Regions from separate parts of the Mus musculus genome. Here all the other regions are linked to region 2. The links are chromatin contacts, called in public ChIA-PET and promoter capture Hi-C maps. All regions are on one chromosome and are shown on one strand. Each heading gives the region's core, a stretch centred on a gene start, on an enhancer-like site or on the middle of the called end of the contact. The rest is flanking DNA. Distances are from core to core; before and after follow the strand shown.

Region 1 (2,700 bases), core at 119-2,618, 600 kb before region 2:
AAGATCCAAGTCATTTAGGAAATGACTAAGTGATACTCAGCGTGAAAGTTGCTCAAATGAAAAGAATGAGCTGGGAGCCCTTAAGAAGCTCCGGTACTAAAGAACTTTCCAAACTCCCAGACTTCCCAGGCAGAAGCCCCCCTCTTCGTGCCTCTCAGCTCTGTCAGTTGTGAGCTGGGTGACTTTGGGGCGTTTCCACACTTGTGAAAGAGGGCTAAAAATGCCAGTTGCTTTTTGTCTTGCTCTGAGAATGAAATGATCTTTACATAGCAAGTACTTGGAATAATGTCAGGTACTTGGAATATAGTAGACACTTAATAAATACTTGCAAATACGCTGTTTTTAAAACTCCATTCATTACCTTTCGTGCCAGCCATGGCTCTGAGTTCATCTGCTAATGGTACAGAAATCTCCCTTCTCCCAAACTCATAATAACCTCTGGGGATTCCTTCCCTGGGGTCCTATTCCAGAATCTTTAGTTACTCTCTGTGTGGTGTTCCTTGCATCTGTGTTTTCTCAATGAGAATTTCCTCTGGACAAGATCTCTAATATCTGCTGCCTGCGTTGTTTTAATTGCTTTTGACTGGCTTCCTTGCTGTGATCCATCCCAGGTACTTCCAGATTTATTAAGCAACACTAAAACCACATATGTGAAACTCTTGGCATAGTGCCAGGTACGGTCTAAAAAAATATTAGCTATCATTAATGTTAAAGAGTCCTAATTGACAATAGGTTCCGTTGTTCCTCAAGAGTGGCTCGCATCCCAGAGGAGTCAACAAAGCCCAGGAACCTCTGAGAAACGCACAACCGTAGGCCCTGCTCCAGGCCCACACAACTAGCATATGTAACTTAACCCTATGTCCAATGCTCTGTATGCCGGGTGGAGAAGCTCAGCCCTAGGGAGTCCTTGCCCTCAAAGCTGCTGGGCAGCATCTCTATCCTATGTTCACCTCATCTCGGTAAACCCCGTTTCCCAAGGCATCTTATTTTACTGCCTATGAGAGCCCTCTCCCAAAGAAGCTTGTTCCCACGTCAATGTTCGATGCTGGTTTCTTACATTGAGCTAACGTTTGCTATTTCACAGTTCACACTTCTGCCTCTTGGTTGATAAGAGAAGCCCCAGGATCTCCTCCTCAGAGCAGAAGGCAGTGCATAGAGACAGGGACGGATAGCATTCAACAGTAGCCCATCCCCCCAAGCCAGCTTTCTTGAGCAGGTCTTGGGCCACTGGCCAACTTTGAGATGATGACACAGTTCTAGCCAAGGAGGAAGAAAAAAAAATGGGGCTGTTCCGGAGACAGCAAACATGTAACAGGACTTCCTGCTCTGAGCCCCTCCTCTGTCTCTAGGAAGTCACACTGCTGCCACTTATTGAACCATGTGTCCTCTGCCAACTGCTGGCCAGCCCCAGAACCCACACTGGTCAGGGAGCCACAAGTTAGGTCGAGGTGCACAAAGCTGTCTTTTCTGTCTGTCTTTCTAAGACTATGGACTCCTTAAAGGGAAGGGACTCTGCGCCTGGCATGTGGCAGAGCGCCACAGACACCGACTGAATTAATCTAAGTGAAATTAGGCATCTCTCAGGGAGTCAGGCTATTTTCTAATAACAATGGTGGGCTAAAAATTATTTAGATTTTCCTAATTTGAGAGACTTGCTGATATTTGATATTTACAACACACGTGTTCGGTGAATACGGGTCATGCACCAGACAGCAGGATTTAGACTTTTGTTTGGGCCCCCAAAGTATATCCCAAGTGTGGCCATGTGAAGACCTGAACTCAGACCTTTAATCTCCACATCCATACTTGCCCTTGCCACATGGCTGATAGCTCTATTTGATGGAAAAATCAGAATGGCCAGATATTTAAAGCAAGCAGACATGCTCTGGAGCGACAGGGTGAGGGATCAGCCAAGTGCTGATCTCACACTGCCCCTAGATCTGCCTTTCTTCCATCTTAGAGGTCATGTTCCAAGAAGACCAGGAAAAATAGATAGAAGAGAAAGAACTCATTGTTCTACCTTGAATCTATAAAACAACACCTTGGGAAATTAAAAAAAAAACAAAAAACAAAACTCCACTTGGGCATCAAAATTTCTTCTGCTATTGGCTCCAAAGGACCCTTTAGAACATATTCCCCTATCGATCACTGGATAGGAAATTCATGCTTATACCCCAAGGTTATAGTTCATAGTAACAAGGCAAATATCCCAATGAGTCAGTTGTTTCACTGAAAAGCCTTTACATTTTCCCAGAGCCCAGAGACTGTGTGCAAGCTGGTGCCCCGGGAGGTGGCAACACTATCTTCCAGAGTAGATTCCTGCCTCTGCTCTCACGTTTGCTTCAGAACAGGAAGTCGTTCAGAATCATTGCTTGGACTCCTTGAAATGCTCTCCTCTTTCCGCTCTGGTCATGTATATGATTAAATCCATGAAGAAAGCACTTTGACTGTCCATGATTTCCCCACAACTGTGCTGGGCTGTTTTATGGTCATGCCCTGGATCTCTGGTTTCCCTGGTTTAGAGTGACCTTTTCATCGAAATGCTACTGCGTTAGGAAGTTATTCATGACCAGCACATTGAGTGTTCTTAATTCCCCATAACGTACCGTTTACCCAGACTTCCTCTTCACTGAACCTATCCCTTCAGAAACCTAAACATTGCCAGACATAGTGGCTTCTGCCTCTAAACCTAGAACTCTG
Region 2 (2,700 bases), core at 168-2,667:
AAAAAAAGTAGTGAGGTCTTCCTATGAAATATGGCATATGACTGTACAGAGAAGACACACCAAATTAAAAAAGATAAATAACTGGAGTTTCTAGATTTCTATAAATAAGCAGTGACATTTAAAAATAAGGAGACCCTGAAGCTGGAAAAGTGGCTGAGAGGTTAAGAATACCTGTTGCTCCTGCAGAGAACCCCAAATCGGTCCCCAGTACTCATATGGTAGCTCACAATCATTCATAACTGCAGTTTCAGGTGACCTCCAAGGACACCAGGCAAGAAAGAGATGCGCGCGCGCACACACACACATACATACACACACACACACACACACACAGGTGCGTGCAATACACACACATACACAAAATAGACTTAAAAAGAAAGACACACACACAGCTGGGATGGGGAACCAGGGTGACAGACTGTGTAAGACACATTTTGTTAAACTGAGTGTGTATGGGACCTCCATATGGAAGACTGAAAGGTAAAGCCTCAGACACACCAGCTTTATGCCAACGCTTTTCCTAAAGTTATTCCTGATCCTAGTCTAATTTACCTTTAACTAAAGTGGTGCGTGCAGCTGATCAAGGAGAGGAAAACCATGCCTCCCTCCTAAAGGGCCTTTAACTAACTAGATGGCCACGTCAGCTCGGGCTCACTCGGCCCCTATTAATCTTTCCATCCTGGAACTCCTCCTTCCAGCAATGCAATGCAACCCTGGGTACCTAGCCTCCTCCAGCCATAACCGGGCGTCCCCCGCAAGCCCCCAGCCACTTACCTCTGCCGAACAGTGGATCCCGCAGCCCGTGCGGCCACCGCTTTGCTGGGAGAGCGGCCAGAGGAGCCCACGTTGGTGCCACTGGGCGTTGGACCCGGCTGCAGAGGGAAGCAGACAAACAGTGAACATCGCGGGTCAAATCCTCTTCACACCCCCGACCCCACACCCACCCGAGAAGCTGGGAAGAGCAATGAGGTCCCAGAAAGGAAGACCAAGATAGGGGCTAGTGCACCCCATGGAAGCGGGGACCGCGCACCATGCTGATGCCTAAGAACGGTGGGCACAGGAGGCAGGAAGAGGGAAGTCGTGAAGTTGCCGAGCACTCAGAACTCTCGTAGATACAGGCTCTGGCACCGCCCCCCGGCCGGCTGGCAGGGCCTTCGCAGACTCTTGGATGACTGGGCTGTCCTGAGATATGCCTGTAAAGATTACGCCGACAACAACTGGGCCGTGTGAAAGTACAGCCCTTTCGCTTCTTTTATGTAATTTATTTAGCGTGCTTAATATGGTCAAACATCACCAAATTGCAAGCTTTGGACAGGTCCACATGAGAAATTGAGTCAGGCATTTTCTTAGCGCCCACAAGCTTATCGCTGATGTGGCCTAAACTAACGCAGGCGTAGTTGCGCTGGCTCGGCTTTCAGTAGCCAGAGGGGGCCAGGGGCGGAGCTTGCAGGAGCTTGCAGAAGCTCGCGCGGAGAGCGCAAGCGCGGCTCATCTACCATGGCCGAAAACCTGTACCGAGCCCGTTCCCGGGTTTACAGCCCATCTGTGCTGTTTCTGCACCCAGACATGGGTATAGGCGGAGCCGAGCGCCTAGTGCTGGACGCGGCGCTGGCGCTGCAGGAGTACGGCTGTGATGTGAAGATATGGACCGCGCACTACGACCCGAACCACTGCTTCATCGAGACCCGCGAGCTCTCGGTGCAATGCGCAGGGGACTGGCTGCCTCGCAGCCTGGGCTGGGGCGGCCGCGGCGCCGCCATCTGCTCCTACGTGCGCATGGTCTTTCTGGCGCTCTACGTGCTGTTTCTCTCCGGCGAGGAGTTCGACGTGGTGGTGTGCGACCAGGTGAGGCCGCCACCAATTCTTGGCTGGGGGGGGGGGGGGGGGGCGGCGCCGAGAGGGGGGGAGGGACCGCTGTTCTAGGTTTTTAGGAACTGTCCAGCAGGAGTCCCCAGGGAGAGAACGGCCACCAATTTTAGTATGGATAGACCCTTTAAAATGGCAGATCTCAGGGACATCTCTCCCCCGCCCCCTTCCTTTCGTTGAAGATCCTTGAGGTAGGGCTTATGTGTCTGCATTTTAAATGTTTAGCCTTGGGACTAAAATGATTGGATCCAGGTGGTTGCTGGCATTAAAAGACGACTTCCGGCCACACCTTGTATGTGACTCAATTTACTCTTCTTTCTTCTCCGTTATTCCTTTGTCTCTGCTTTCAGGTCCCATCCATCCCACCCTTCCAGTCTTTCTAATACTGCCATTCCAGTACTTAGCAGTGCCACGGATTAAAGTCAAGCTAAACATATCGTTTCCCCATTAGGGTCCCCATTGGTCTTTGGAGAAAAATCCAGTTATTTTGTCTATACAAGTGTCTGAGCTTGCATATCAAAACCAGAGGTCAGCTAATATTCACCTGAACATTGGAGTCAGGCTCTCTCACTGAACCTGGAACTGAAAGATTGAGCTAGACTTTTGGACAGGTGTGCACTGCCATACCCAACATTCCTGGAGCCAACCCTCAGTCCTCAGTGTTTTTTTTTTTTTAATTAAGAAGTAACATTTACTCAGGAGTAAAAGTTCAAATAGGAAGTATAATGTAAAAATTCCCTGTCCCCATCCTTGAGAGGGCGAGCCATTGTCAACAGTGTCTTCTGCATCCTTCCAGAAGTGATGTGTGGCCCTGGTAGTATATGTGTCTGTTTC
Region 3 (2,700 bases), core at 154-2,653, 870 kb after region 2:
ATGTGGGACCCTCCTTAAAAAAATTAATAAATGGGCTGGTAAAATGCCTAAGAGGGTGATAGTGCTGTCTCAGGAGCCAGGCAGCCTGAGACCTGTCCCCAGGAACCATGTAAAAAGCTGAATGCAGCCCTCCTACTTGGAGATGGGAGGCATCTGATATATTGCCCGATAGCTCAGGGACAGTCAGCCAGGAATATGTAGCATTGCAGAAATAAGATGAAAGGAAAGAACTAACTTCTGAAAGTTTGCACACACACACACACACACACACACACACACACACACTCGTTAAAAAGTGACAAAAATGTTTTAGATTACCATGGACCCTTGAGGGCAAAGGTCCAACTGCTGCGGTTGTGCGCTGTGTGCTTCTGCCAGTGCAGCTCCAAGCGGGATGCAGGGGGAATTCAGACGTGGGAAACCCACAGCTCTAGGAAGAAAACCGGCCCAGGGCCCTGTGGTTCAGCAGGAACTAGAGGAAGGCTTTAGCGACTGCTGTTCTAAAGTGATCAAGGACTCACCAGAGCTGAGTGTGGTGGTGTAGTCCTACAATCCCAGCTCCTAGAGGCTGAGGGAGGAAGATGGCTAGTTCAAAGCCAACCTAAGCAATTTAGTGAACTCTTGTTTCAGAAAAAGAGGAGAGGTCTCACAGTGTAGCTCAAAGGTAGAATACTTGCCTGGCAAGCATATGCACGGTCCTAATGTTCAATCCCACCATCACAAATCATACACACACACACATTAAATTTGTTATAGAGCCTACCAAGAACTCAGCTAAAGTCTCAACTTCTTGTCTATGAAATGGGAGTATTATGACTACATTGAAGGCGTTGGTAGATCAAATGTAATAAATTGTGTTCTTAGTTAACAATATATACAATACCTACTTTGTGCCAGGTACAGTGCTAGTCTCCCTCCTCCCCCCCGCCCCCCACCAAACACATCACTACAAGACACGAAGAACACTTTCCAAGACAGGTGGTGTGGCGTGGTTATTATGAAAGATATGACGTCCTATCTTCCATATTCAGTGAGCACCCGGCTGAAAGAGGGAGCGGCTTGGACGCAGCGCCCCCTAATGGCAGCAGTGGGAAGGATCTCCCGGATGCGCAGCCGCCCTCCGCTCTCCAGTTCTCCCGCCGCCTGCAGAGCTGCGGTCCCGGCGCTCGCTGCGGGATCCAGCTTCGAGCCATCTGGGAGGCAGGCGCGATGACAGTCTCCATCTCAGCAAGGGGAAACTGAGGTTCGGGACCCGAGTCCCACCCAAAGCCTGCGGCGAGAGCGTGTCGGAGGCGAGAGTGTGTGCACGCGGGACGGGAACCGAGCTGCGGGCGACGGGCGGCGCACAGGCGGGGCCTCTCCGTCCCGCCCCGCCCCGACCCCGCCCGGCCCGGTCCCGCCCGCCGGGCTGCGCGGGGAGGCGGCGGCACTGGGCGCGGGGACTCGGCGGGCGGCGCGAAGCGCGGAGCGGGAGCCGGAGCCGCCGCCGCCGCCACCTGCGCGGCAGCCAACAAGGTAGGGTGGGACCGGGCCGGGCGGGACGCTCGCTGCGCCCGGGCTGCGGCTCTGTGGCGGGAGGGATGCTGTCCCCGGCGTCGCGGAGACCTATCCTCCAGACCCCCGCACGATCTCACACAAAGCTCTGCCCCGCTCCAGTCCTCAGTTTCCCCATCGGGATACTGGTGCGGCCGCTCCCTCAGTGGGTGACTAGGAGCAGCGACCCCCAGGTTCGCGCTCCAGAGGTTAGGGGCCAGTCCTTACCGCCCGCGCCTCTTGCGGCGGTGAGCGGCCCGCCCTGGGCGCGGCAGCCAGTCTCGACAGGCCCCGGTGTGGCCCAGGTGCCCCGTGGACCCGAGTCGTGATTGTTCCTGTCCTGGCTGGGTTACCCGCGGGGGCCTCAGCTTCCAGTCCCGGGAAACGGTGGAGGAGGAAGCATCCCTGAGTCCCTGCCGAGGCGACCTGGGCGCGCGGGTGGGGCGAGCAGTCTGCTACCCAGACCAGGCTCATCGCCTGGAGCTGGAGGAGGAGCCCCGCGCTGGCAATGGCCAGATCTCAGCCTCAGACCTGCCTGGACCCGAGCCGAGCAAACACCCACCTGCATTCGGGCAATGGAGAAGGACGTCCTGGTCCGCGCCCTGGCCAGCTGCCGGAGCCCAGTTCTGCGTACCAGCCTGGTGGGACAGGGTTGGTACTACCACACTCGGTCCTCAGTCCACTTGCCAGGAAAACAGTGTCTCCGGGGGTTGGGGGACTGAGCATGTATCTAGGGGTGCAGTGACTCCAGGATCTTTAAAGACCTCTGGTGTAGGGCTGGGAAGTTCTATAAGATGCCTTTTGATGAAGGTCTTATGTTGCATTCTTCTCGAGATGGGGACTCTCACTAGCGAAACTGGGGAATCTGGTCCCACTGTGGCTGCAATCCTGATAGTGTCCCTTAGCTAGCATGTGGCCCTTCTGTCTCAGAGCCTGCTCTTCTGCGAATGCTCCAGGGACTTGTTCATAACCACCTGTGCCTCAGCACAGGAATGTGTCCTTACACGTCCCTCGCCTCCAGACATCTCTTGAGGGATGTGGAGGGAGAGAAAGGCTTAAGCCCATCTCTGGACACTTCTGCCTCATTTCCTGACATCTGTCCCCACTAAGGAACAGGCTCAGCACCTCCTGATCGCCTGTCTCCCTCTCCCTCACCCAAGGACTTTC
Region 4 (2,700 bases), core at 63-2,562, 840 kb before region 2:
CAATTTACACCTTCATGAAATGTTGAGCACTTTAGTTGGTCCACATCGCCACCACCAGCCTCTGTGCAGCAATTGCCTTGCATTTTCATTTTAGACATTCAGATGACTGAGTAGTGGTATCTTATCATGGCATTAATTTGCATTTTCCTTTTTTTTGTTGTTTTGTTTTTTGAGACAGGGTTTCACTGTATAGCCCTGGCTGTCCTGGCTGCACTCACTCTGTAGACCAGTCTGGCCTCGAACTCAGAAATTTCCTGCCTCTGCCTCCCAAGTGCTGGGATTAAAGGTGTGAGCCACCACTGCCTGGCAATTTGCATTTTCCTAATTACTAATGGTGATATGCTTGTTCATGTGCCTTTGGGTATTTTGATATAATCTTTAGTGAACCATGTCTACATGTTTCAATACAAGTAAATCTCAAAACATAATACTCAACTTTATAAAGCTGGGGAATAATATACATCATATCATGCCATTTATTTAAAAATTTTAAGCACATAACATAATGTTCTTTATATGTGTGAGTGTATGTTGGAACAATATTCATGAAATTGAAACCACCAAACTCAGTCTAACTTAGGAGAAAGAGAAATAGGGGGACAGGATTTTGGATAGTAAGTTGATTTTAAGGACATCTATTTAGCTTCATTTAAAAGAACTTATATAAAATATAAAATAATAGTTTTACTTCTTCTAAGTGTTAGGCACGTGAATGTCTTTCACTTTATTTCCTATTATACCCATATGCTTATAATCTCCATTAACATAAAAATGAATAAGGTAGAGCCCACACATATGCAAAGGCAATGAGACAGTGAATTAATTTTTTTTTAAGAGAACTGGGGATGAAGCAATTGCCTAATATGCATGAAGTTCCAAGCCCAACCTTCAGCACTGGAGAGAGAGAGAGAGAGAGAGAGAGAGAGAGAGAGAGAGAGAGAGAGAGAGAGAGAGAGAGAGAGAGAGAGACAAAGACACAGAGACAGAAACAGGTAACAATTATCTACAGATAATGATTACAAAGTTCTAGACATTTTAACATTGATAAATAATATTTTACATGAAATAATACACACATAGTACAGGACACAAATCTTAAGAAGACAGACTGACACATTTTCATGGAGCCTTATCCAATGTCAAACTAGAAAAGATCCAAAGAGCCATGTGTCTGTAAACAACTAGTAATCTCTCTGTGGTAATCTGATGTTTGTACCTATGTTGCAATATGCCATCAACACCCAGAGTAAGTTCCACTCCCAGGTGCTCTAACATGCCCAGGATCATAGGATCAAAGGTGAGGACACGACATCTGTCCCAACACCACAGTGAGTAACTGGGACTAGCAGGAACCAGGGACGCAGGAACCCCTCCTGACCAGGGCTCAGGTTCCTTCTGGTCTGGGCCGGAGTCCTGAGCAGACTTTGGGCCCAATCTCTGCAGCCAGTCCCACAACACCCAGAGTAAGCTCTACTCCAAGCTCTCTAACATGCCCAGTATCCCCGGATCCCAGGATCCCAGCATCCCTGGGACTTGGTCACACCAGAATCTCAGGGTCCCAGAGGCATCTTTACTCCCAGGAGCTCTGACACACCCAGGATCTCAGGATCACAGGATCACAGAATCACAGGATCACAGAGACAGCTTGACTCAGAGGCATTCTGACACAACCAGGACCACAGGAAAGACAGGCTCCAGTCAGACACAGCCAAGGCAGGTAGCATTAGAGATAACCAGATGGCAGGAGGTAAGTGTAAAAACATAAGCAACAGAAATCAAGGTTACTTGGCATCATCAGAACCCAATTCTCCCACCATAGCAAGTCCTGGATAAACCATCACACTGGAAAAGCAAGATTCAGATCTAAAATTACTTCTGATGATGATGATAGAGGACTTTAAGAAGCACATAAATAACTCCCTTAAAGAAATACAGGAGAACATAGGCAAGCAGCTAGAAGCCCTTACAGAGGAAACACAAAAATCCCTTAAAGAATTACAAGAAAACACATGAAGGAAATTAACAAAACTATCCAAGATCTAAAAATGGAAATTGAAACAAGAAATAACAAACTGGGTGGTGGTGGCGCACGCCTTTAATCCCAGCATTTGGGAGGCAGAGGCAGGTGGATTTCTGAGTTCGAGGCCAGCCTGGTCTACAGAGTGAGTTCCAGGACAACCAGGGCTATACAGAGAAACCCTGTCTCGAAAAAAAAACCAAAAATAAAAAAAAACCAAAAAAAGAAAGAAAGAAAGAAAGAAAGAAAGAAGAAAGAAGGAAAGAAAGAAAGAAAGAAGAAAGAAAGAAAGAAAGAAAGAAAGAAAGAAAGAAAGAAAGAAAGAAAGAAAGAAAGAAAGAAAGAAAGAGAGAAGTCACAAAGGGACACAACTCTGAAGTTAGAAAAGCTAGGAAAGAGATCAGGAGTCACAGATGCAAGCATCACCAACAATACAAGAGATAGAAGAGAGACTCTCAGGTGCAGAAGATACCATAGAAAACATTGACACAACAGCCAAAGAAAATGCAAAAGGCAAAAAGCTCCTAACCAGAATCTTCCAGGAAATCCAGGACACAATGAGAAGACCAAACCTCAGGATAATAGGTATAGAAGAGAGCGAAGATTCCCACCTTAAAGGGCCAATAAATATCTGCAACATGCATAGCAACAACACTGGCAACATATTTCGAGAAAACACATAT
Region 5 (2,700 bases), core at 3-2,502, 710 kb before region 2:
ATTTCTAGTTATTCCTTCATCGAGGTCTCTGATACTTTTCCACCCTCTTCCTGGTACTTACCATGCTTTGTGGCGTCTTACTGGCTTTGGGTAACTCCACAGCTTATGATACATTCTACAGGTCTGTTTCTATATATGACACTAGCACTCAATATACAACAGGAATTCAGTTTATGTTTGTCAAATGGGTGAATTTTATTGCATATTTCCTTATTCAAGCATCACTCAGCAACATAACAGCAAACAAATGCAGAAAGGATTGAGTTTTGCACAAGTCCCCACCGTTTAACCTTTCCTTGTCCTTACCTTGCCACAGCTAGGGTTCAATAATGTGGAAAACTCCTTTTAGGGGTTTAGCTGATGAAACTCAGTAACACAATTCAGTAATTAACACTAAGAGGAATATCTCAAATGTTTGAGATGTGTATGCAAAAAGCAAACTATTGTGTGTCCTGCTCAAACAAGAGTGCTCACAGGAGCCCATAGGCCTTCCCTTGCTGTTGCAGGGATCCTCGTGCTTTGGCTGCCAAGGCACTGGCACTGCTTGGAAAGCTAAGAAACTGCATCTAATTGCTTCTTTTTAGATGAATTTATATTCTTACATTTCTTTCCATTTTGCCTGATTTAGACCATTGAAGTTGAGCTGAGAGAGTGCAAGCTTCATCAGGCAACTTGACATGGCCTAACCAAACCTTAATAGACACGCATGGAGGATCCCCCCCCCACACACACCCCAAATCATTCTCTTAGATCTTAGATACAAAGTAGCTTTGTGATCTTGGGCAAATTATTTGCCTTTGACACTTTTTTGTTTTTATTCCAATATATTTGTTGGGTTAATATTGCACAAATATTTTTTGTCACAAGTTAGTATCTTTGAAGGTAGCAATGTAGATACATAGTTCTTTTATTATTATTAACACTCAAGTTCTTATGTGAAATGGTGCCAACTGGTGAATACAAACAGAACCACTCATTAGGAATACGTGTTAATAGCAGTTACAAAACAGAGTTGGATGTGCGTAATCCCAGCAGGAGGATTGCAAGTTCAAAACGAGCCTGGGCTTCCAGTAAAACCTGATTTCAGAAAACAGAAACAACACAACTCCACATACAAAAAGAATCTGAAGCCAGAGGGGAAGCACTTGCTAGGCCTCAGGCAACTTTGGGGATGTCACCAGACATGTGTAAACACCTGGGAGCAACAGTAGCATTCTTCTCTAGGATGGTAAGGTGTGGCTTGCCCAGGAGGGTCTTGCTCCAGGCTTTCACTCCTCTCTCCAGAGGCCATGTGATCAGTGAAGGGCTTCTGAGGCATTCTTGAGAAATGCCTTTGTTTTCTAACAACTCAAAAGGTTTGGCTTCTGGACTTTTACTGGAAGGAAATACTGTGTGCTAGAGATTTGTAGTTGTGTTTCCAAACTTCTTGTTATCAGTAGGTGTTACCAGCTTCCAGTCCTCACTCTGCAGAAGACATGAACACGGAAGGTGGACAGGCAGGACAGCTGTGGCTAGGTAGGAGTTTCGGGTAAACCCCAGTCCGTGCTCCAGAGGTCTGGCGAGTTCTAGGCAGCTTCAGTATGCTTCATTCTAGGCTCCTGTGTGTGAGGTAGGAGTAAGCCAACAGAAGACACAGAATTGAGATGGGGAGAGAATTGGGTCACAAGGTATGGGAAACCAGTCTGAGGCCGACACACTGGATGTGGCTTTTCTTATTTAACATGCAATTTTGTTTTTGATGGCAATCCAAAAGCAGATGTTCAGAAATAGGCTATTGCCTGCCCCCCACCGTTTGTGCCTGGCTTCCCGGGGGCATCATTTAAAGCATAATGATTAATTGATTCTAAATGCTATGAGAGATTTGTTTAAAAGTAGTGTTTACTTTTAATTATATAAAACATTTTGAACAGTGATCATAGCCTATGATATGAACCAATGTGTAGAGGATAGGGTGGGATAGCAGTGTTCATTTTATACTTAAGCTCTGTGTTCTATGCATGGCCACAATTAAGAACAGGCTGTGGACACCCGATGAGGCCAGAAGACAAAGAAGTAAACGGACAGCATGGGTTGTCCCCTGCTGGCCTTACAAGTCTCTGAGCTTCAGGGAGGCAGCACAGCATGGCAGAGTGTGGCTCAGCAGAACCCATTCCATCCAGGCTTCCTGCCCTTGGAATGAATGGAAAGACTGCAAATTACTTAATTCCTCTGAGGCCCGGTTACCCTTTCCATAAATAACTGGCAAACTGCTTGGGAAACACCAGTTCTTCCTTAGGGAAGGGTGTTTTCTGAAAACTGAGGGTGGTAATCCATTTGTAGACTGAGACTGGTTTTGTGGGTTGAAGTTAGCATGTTGAAGAAACAGAACATCAGAATGTACTGCACACAATGGTAAACATTTTTCATGGATACACGTTCAATCCTAATACGTTTTTTACTGTGGGCTACATCAAAATTTCAGAGGAATTATCAGATTATAACATCAAAAAGTCTTTAGGGGGACTGCCTATACTAATATGAAGTCTCTACAAATTTTAAGACATTAAAATGATTCTTTTTAACTAGTTGAAATAAAAATAAGACATAAATCATAGAGATGATAAATTTAACTAGACACTATGGGGCATATTAAATTCAATTTTAAGATCATTTCTGTGTCATATTGACTAATTTATACGTTTAAGTACTTTTATATCATTT
Region 6 (2,700 bases), core at 114-2,613, 540 kb before region 2:
TTACATTAGCTGGATCACTTGGGAACTGGCTTGCAGTTATTAAAGGTGAAGCGGAGAAAGTGATTTCAGACCAACTGGGCATCATTTCAAAATTTTGAAAGTGATTTCAGCCAACTGGGTGGCTCAGGGGCTGCCTGAGGGAGGAGGCAAAAAAACACTGCAACCTGATCCAGAACACCTAAGACACAGAGGCAACCTAGATACCCATCATAAAACCGACAGGAGGATACTATTCTTTTTTTTAAAGAAATTTTGTCATTTGCAACATGAATGAACTTGGAGGACATTGTTATGAAATAAACTAGGCATGGGAAGAAACATGCCAGGCAGGTCTGGCTTCTGAAGTATGCTTTAACTATAGCAATATAGTATACAAAATAAAGGACTTCGTCGTTCAAGCATGCATACCATTATGTGTGTATCATTGTACTCTGGTCATATTTACCCGCTCTTTATTCTCCTGCCCCTCTCAACCCTGGATATTTTGTTTCAGACCAGCTTCCTACTACTAAAATGCCTTCTTTTTACATTAGATCTTAGCTAAAATGCCGAGATATGATGAAAAACCTACTTCTTCTGAAAGCAGCTTGATGGAAGTGTGAGCATATGACAGACCTGGAATACTCACAGTGCAGATGTGCTAACCACGGCCAGCTTAGGCATCTGTCTATAGAGGGGTGGATTAGGAGTAACGGGCGTATATGAACGGGGGGGGGGTTATACTCAGCCAAAATGAACATCAAAATGACCTTATCAGCAAGAAAAGTTGCTAGAAGTAGAGGTTATCGTGTTAAAAGAAACAGGCTAGATTTGGACAGATATGGTTTATTTTCTCTCAGACACAGAAGCTAGGTTTTTTTAAAGAAAAGAGGAAGAGACCCAATCAGAGTGGACAAAAGCGATAATGTCAGCGAGAGTAGTGAGCAAGGTCAAATTACAGTGTATGCAAGGATGGAAAATATCAGACTAATACCTATTGTTGTGCATAATAAACATATACATGTGCTTCACTCAAATGTTCGGAAAGCCCTTTGGAGAGGGACATCAGGGAATGGAGAGTTGGTCCAGTGGGTAAAGTGCTTGCTGTATAAAGCACGAGGAAGGACCTGAGTCTGGAACCTCAGCATGCACATAAAAGCTAGGCATGGCGGTGGGTGCCTGTCATTCCAGTGCTTGTTGGGGCTATGGTGGGTAGAGGGAGGACTGAGACAGACTGACTCCAGGGCTTAGTGGCCAGCCAGTGCAGTCAAAACAGAGAGTGATGGAGGAAGATGCTCAACTTTAACCTCTGTCCTCCGTGCCTAACTACACACACATGTGCACGTGACATGATAAACCACAAACCCCTACCACCCACACAGATAGAGAAAGTGTGTCTGAGGTAAGGCACAAGGGGAAAAATCCTCCCCATGGTTTATAGAACAAATCTAGATATATGCAGGACAGGGAAAACCCCCTGAACTTCATCACTGAATTAGTAGTGAAAATGTTCAACAGGCAGGAATGGATTCAAAAAGCATTATGTGAAAGCGACAACCAAATAATGTGCCTAGTAGCTGTGTCTGATTCACAGGAAATGAACAACCCTCCATGTTACACTCATTTAGCACCCCACCTAGTGATTGCCTATTGATCTACATAGAGTCGAACACGCAAATTGAAAGCATGCCATTAATAACTCTTCACAAAAAGGCCACCCAGTTCAGAGTACAGGGCATTTCTGTTACTCCAGTGAGTTCCCCCGCTTTCTGGTCCCCTGAGAGCCTGCTTGTTCACCAGTTACTAGATTAGTAGTTACTAGTTACTAGATTAACTTTACGTGCTCTAAAGCTTCTGTTGGTTAATGATCGCTGGTGAGAGGGGTCACACTCCCCAGTCCCTAACCACTCCTGACCTGTCCTCGTGCAGACAACCTTTACTAAATGGAACTGGCCACAAGCAAGCTTACAAGACATGAAGATAGGTGGGGGAGTTGTGGGAAGAAGGGTGTAGTGAGAGGAGGAAAGGGCTAAGAGGAGAACAAGGGTGAATACTATCAAAGTTCCCCTCCCCCTTTCTAATAGATCTATAATGAAATTGTGAAAGAATAAATTAGAAGAAAAAAACGGCCTCTTCATGGACCTCTGAGGTATTTTTTTCTTAAAATAATATTTTTGAGATTTATCAAAAATATTTTCTTGTGACTTCTAGTCACTATAAAAATACTGGAAAACATTCTATCTTACATTTACACTTCATTTTCATTTTCTTTTTTTTTTGGACATTTGGTCTATTTACAATTTTTATTATTATGGATAAAGTACCCATGGGGACTGGGGAGGTGATTTAGTTAGAAAAGACCTGGAGGGCATCATCCTGAGCGAGGTAACCCAATCATAAAAGAACTCACATGATATGTACTCACTGATAAGTGGATATTAGCCCAGAAACTTACAATACCCAAGATACAAGATACAATCTGCAAAACACATGAAACTCAAGAAGAACGAAGACCAAAATGTGGACACTTGGCCCCTTCTTAGAATTGGGAACAAAACACCCATGGAAGGAGTTACAAAGACAAAGTTTGGAGCTGAGACGAAAGGATGGACCATCTAGAGACTGCCATATCTGGGGATCCATCCCATAATCAGCTTCCAAATGCTGATTCCATTGCATACACTAGCAAGATTTTGCTGAAAGAACCCAGCTATAGCTGTC

The links. Promoter capture Hi-C pulls out the DNA fragments that hold promoters and counts their contacts. ChIA-PET counts read pairs in DNA pulled down with a chosen protein or histone mark.
Region 1: an RNA polymerase II ChIA-PET map of memory CD8 T cells shows a contact between it and region 2, with 23 read pairs. The contact joins the enhancer-like site here to the promoter of Alg2 in region 2. A contact is called at or near these places in 13 of 39 promoter capture datasets (3T3-L1-derived adipocytes, the C10 cell line, the HPC-7 cell line and 10 more), 21 of 115 datasets of contacts at active chromatin or transcription factors (the 230-238 cell line, T-cell acute lymphoblastic leukemia, astrocytes and 14 more) and 2 of 9 other capture datasets (adipose tissue and liver).
Region 3: a contact with region 2 is called in a promoter capture Hi-C map of hippocampal neurons, with 3 times the contacts expected there. The contact joins the promoter of Coro2a here to the promoter of Alg2 in region 2. A contact is called at or near these places in 5 of 39 promoter capture datasets (hippocampal neurons, liver, pre-B cells and 1 more) and 1 of 9 other capture datasets (adipose tissue).
Region 4: a contact with region 2 is called in a promoter capture Hi-C map of liver, with 2.5 times the contacts expected there. The contact joins the enhancer-like site here to the promoter of Alg2 in region 2. A contact is called at or near these places in 14 of 39 promoter capture datasets (the 3T3-L1 cell line, 3T3-L1-derived adipocytes, the C10 cell line and 9 more) and 13 of 115 datasets of contacts at active chromatin or transcription factors (the 230-238 cell line, bone marrow-derived macrophages, embryonic forebrain and 8 more).
Region 5: a promoter capture Hi-C map of trophoblast stem cells shows a contact between it and region 2, with 7 times the contacts expected there. The contact joins the enhancer-like site here to the promoter of Alg2 in region 2. A contact is called at or near these places in 15 of 39 promoter capture datasets (the 3T3-L1 cell line, 3T3-L1-derived adipocytes, the C10 cell line and 11 more), 14 of 115 datasets of contacts at active chromatin or transcription factors (the 230-238 cell line, bone marrow-derived macrophages, craniofacial prominence and 11 more) and 2 of 9 other capture datasets (adipose tissue and macrophages).
Region 6: an RNA polymerase II ChIA-PET map of memory CD8 T cells shows a contact between it and region 2, with 5 read pairs. The contact joins the enhancer-like site here to the promoter of Alg2 in region 2. A contact is called at or near these places in 8 of 39 promoter capture datasets (3T3-L1-derived adipocytes, the SN4741 cell line, cranial neural crest and 5 more), 5 of 115 datasets of contacts at active chromatin or transcription factors (bone marrow-derived macrophages, embryonic midbrain, embryonic stem cells and 2 more) and 1 of 9 other capture datasets (liver).

Annotation. Positions count from the first base shown.
Region 1 is chr4:48,075,464-48,078,163 of GRCm38.p6, reverse strand. All of the region lies in intron 7 of Nr4a3 (nuclear receptor subfamily 4, group A, member 3), which reads right to left. Among named protein-coding and RNA genes, the nearest start is that of Nr4a3, 32 kb to the right of the region's middle. Within about 2 kb of position 1,368, at least 36 of the 459 cell types and tissues checked have an H3K27ac peak or open chromatin away from gene starts, as enhancers often do. A contact at or near this core is called in effector CD8 T cells, memory CD8 T cells and neural stem cells, where this site is marked.
Region 2 is chr4:47,473,084-47,475,783 of GRCm38.p6, reverse strand. It overlaps Alg2 (asparagine-linked glycosylation 2 (alpha-1,3-mannosyltransferase)), which reads left to right and starts at 1,417. Exons shown (of 2, transcript NM_019998.3): 1 at 1,417-1,845. The coding sequence starts at 1,498. Sec61b (Sec61 beta subunit) reads right to left here and starts at 1,123. Exons shown (of 4, transcript NM_024171.2): 1 at 1,031-1,123; 2 at 775-872. The coding sequence starts at 1,033.
Region 3 is chr4:46,600,632-46,603,331 of GRCm38.p6, reverse strand. It overlaps Coro2a (coronin, actin binding protein 2A), which reads left to right and starts at 1,403. Exons shown (of 12, transcript NM_001164804.1): 1 at 1,403-1,515.
Region 4 is chr4:48,313,588-48,316,287 of GRCm38.p6, reverse strand. The region is part of intron 3 of Invs (inversin); the gene reads right to left. Among named protein-coding and RNA genes, the nearest start is that of Invs, 35 kb to the right of the region's middle. Within about 2 kb of position 1,312, at least 7 of the 459 cell types and tissues checked have an H3K27ac peak or open chromatin away from gene starts, as enhancers often do. A contact at or near this core is called in liver, where this site is marked.
Region 5 is chr4:48,183,978-48,186,677 of GRCm38.p6, reverse strand. It overlaps Stx17 (syntaxin 17), which reads right to left. Exons shown (of 8, transcript NM_026343.2): 8 at 171-2,700. Among named protein-coding and RNA genes, the nearest start is that of Mir1958, 28 kb to the left of the region's middle. Within about 2 kb of position 1,252, at least 12 of the 459 cell types and tissues checked have an H3K27ac peak or open chromatin away from gene starts, as enhancers often do. A contact at or near this core is called in trophoblast stem cells, where this site is marked.
Region 6 is chr4:48,011,119-48,013,818 of GRCm38.p6, reverse strand. No RefSeq gene overlaps it. Among named protein-coding and RNA genes, the nearest start is that of Nr4a3, 33 kb to the left of the region's middle. Within about 2 kb of position 1,363, at least 23 of the 459 cell types and tissues checked have an H3K27ac peak or open chromatin away from gene starts, as enhancers often do. A contact at or near this core is called in memory CD8 T cells, where this site is marked.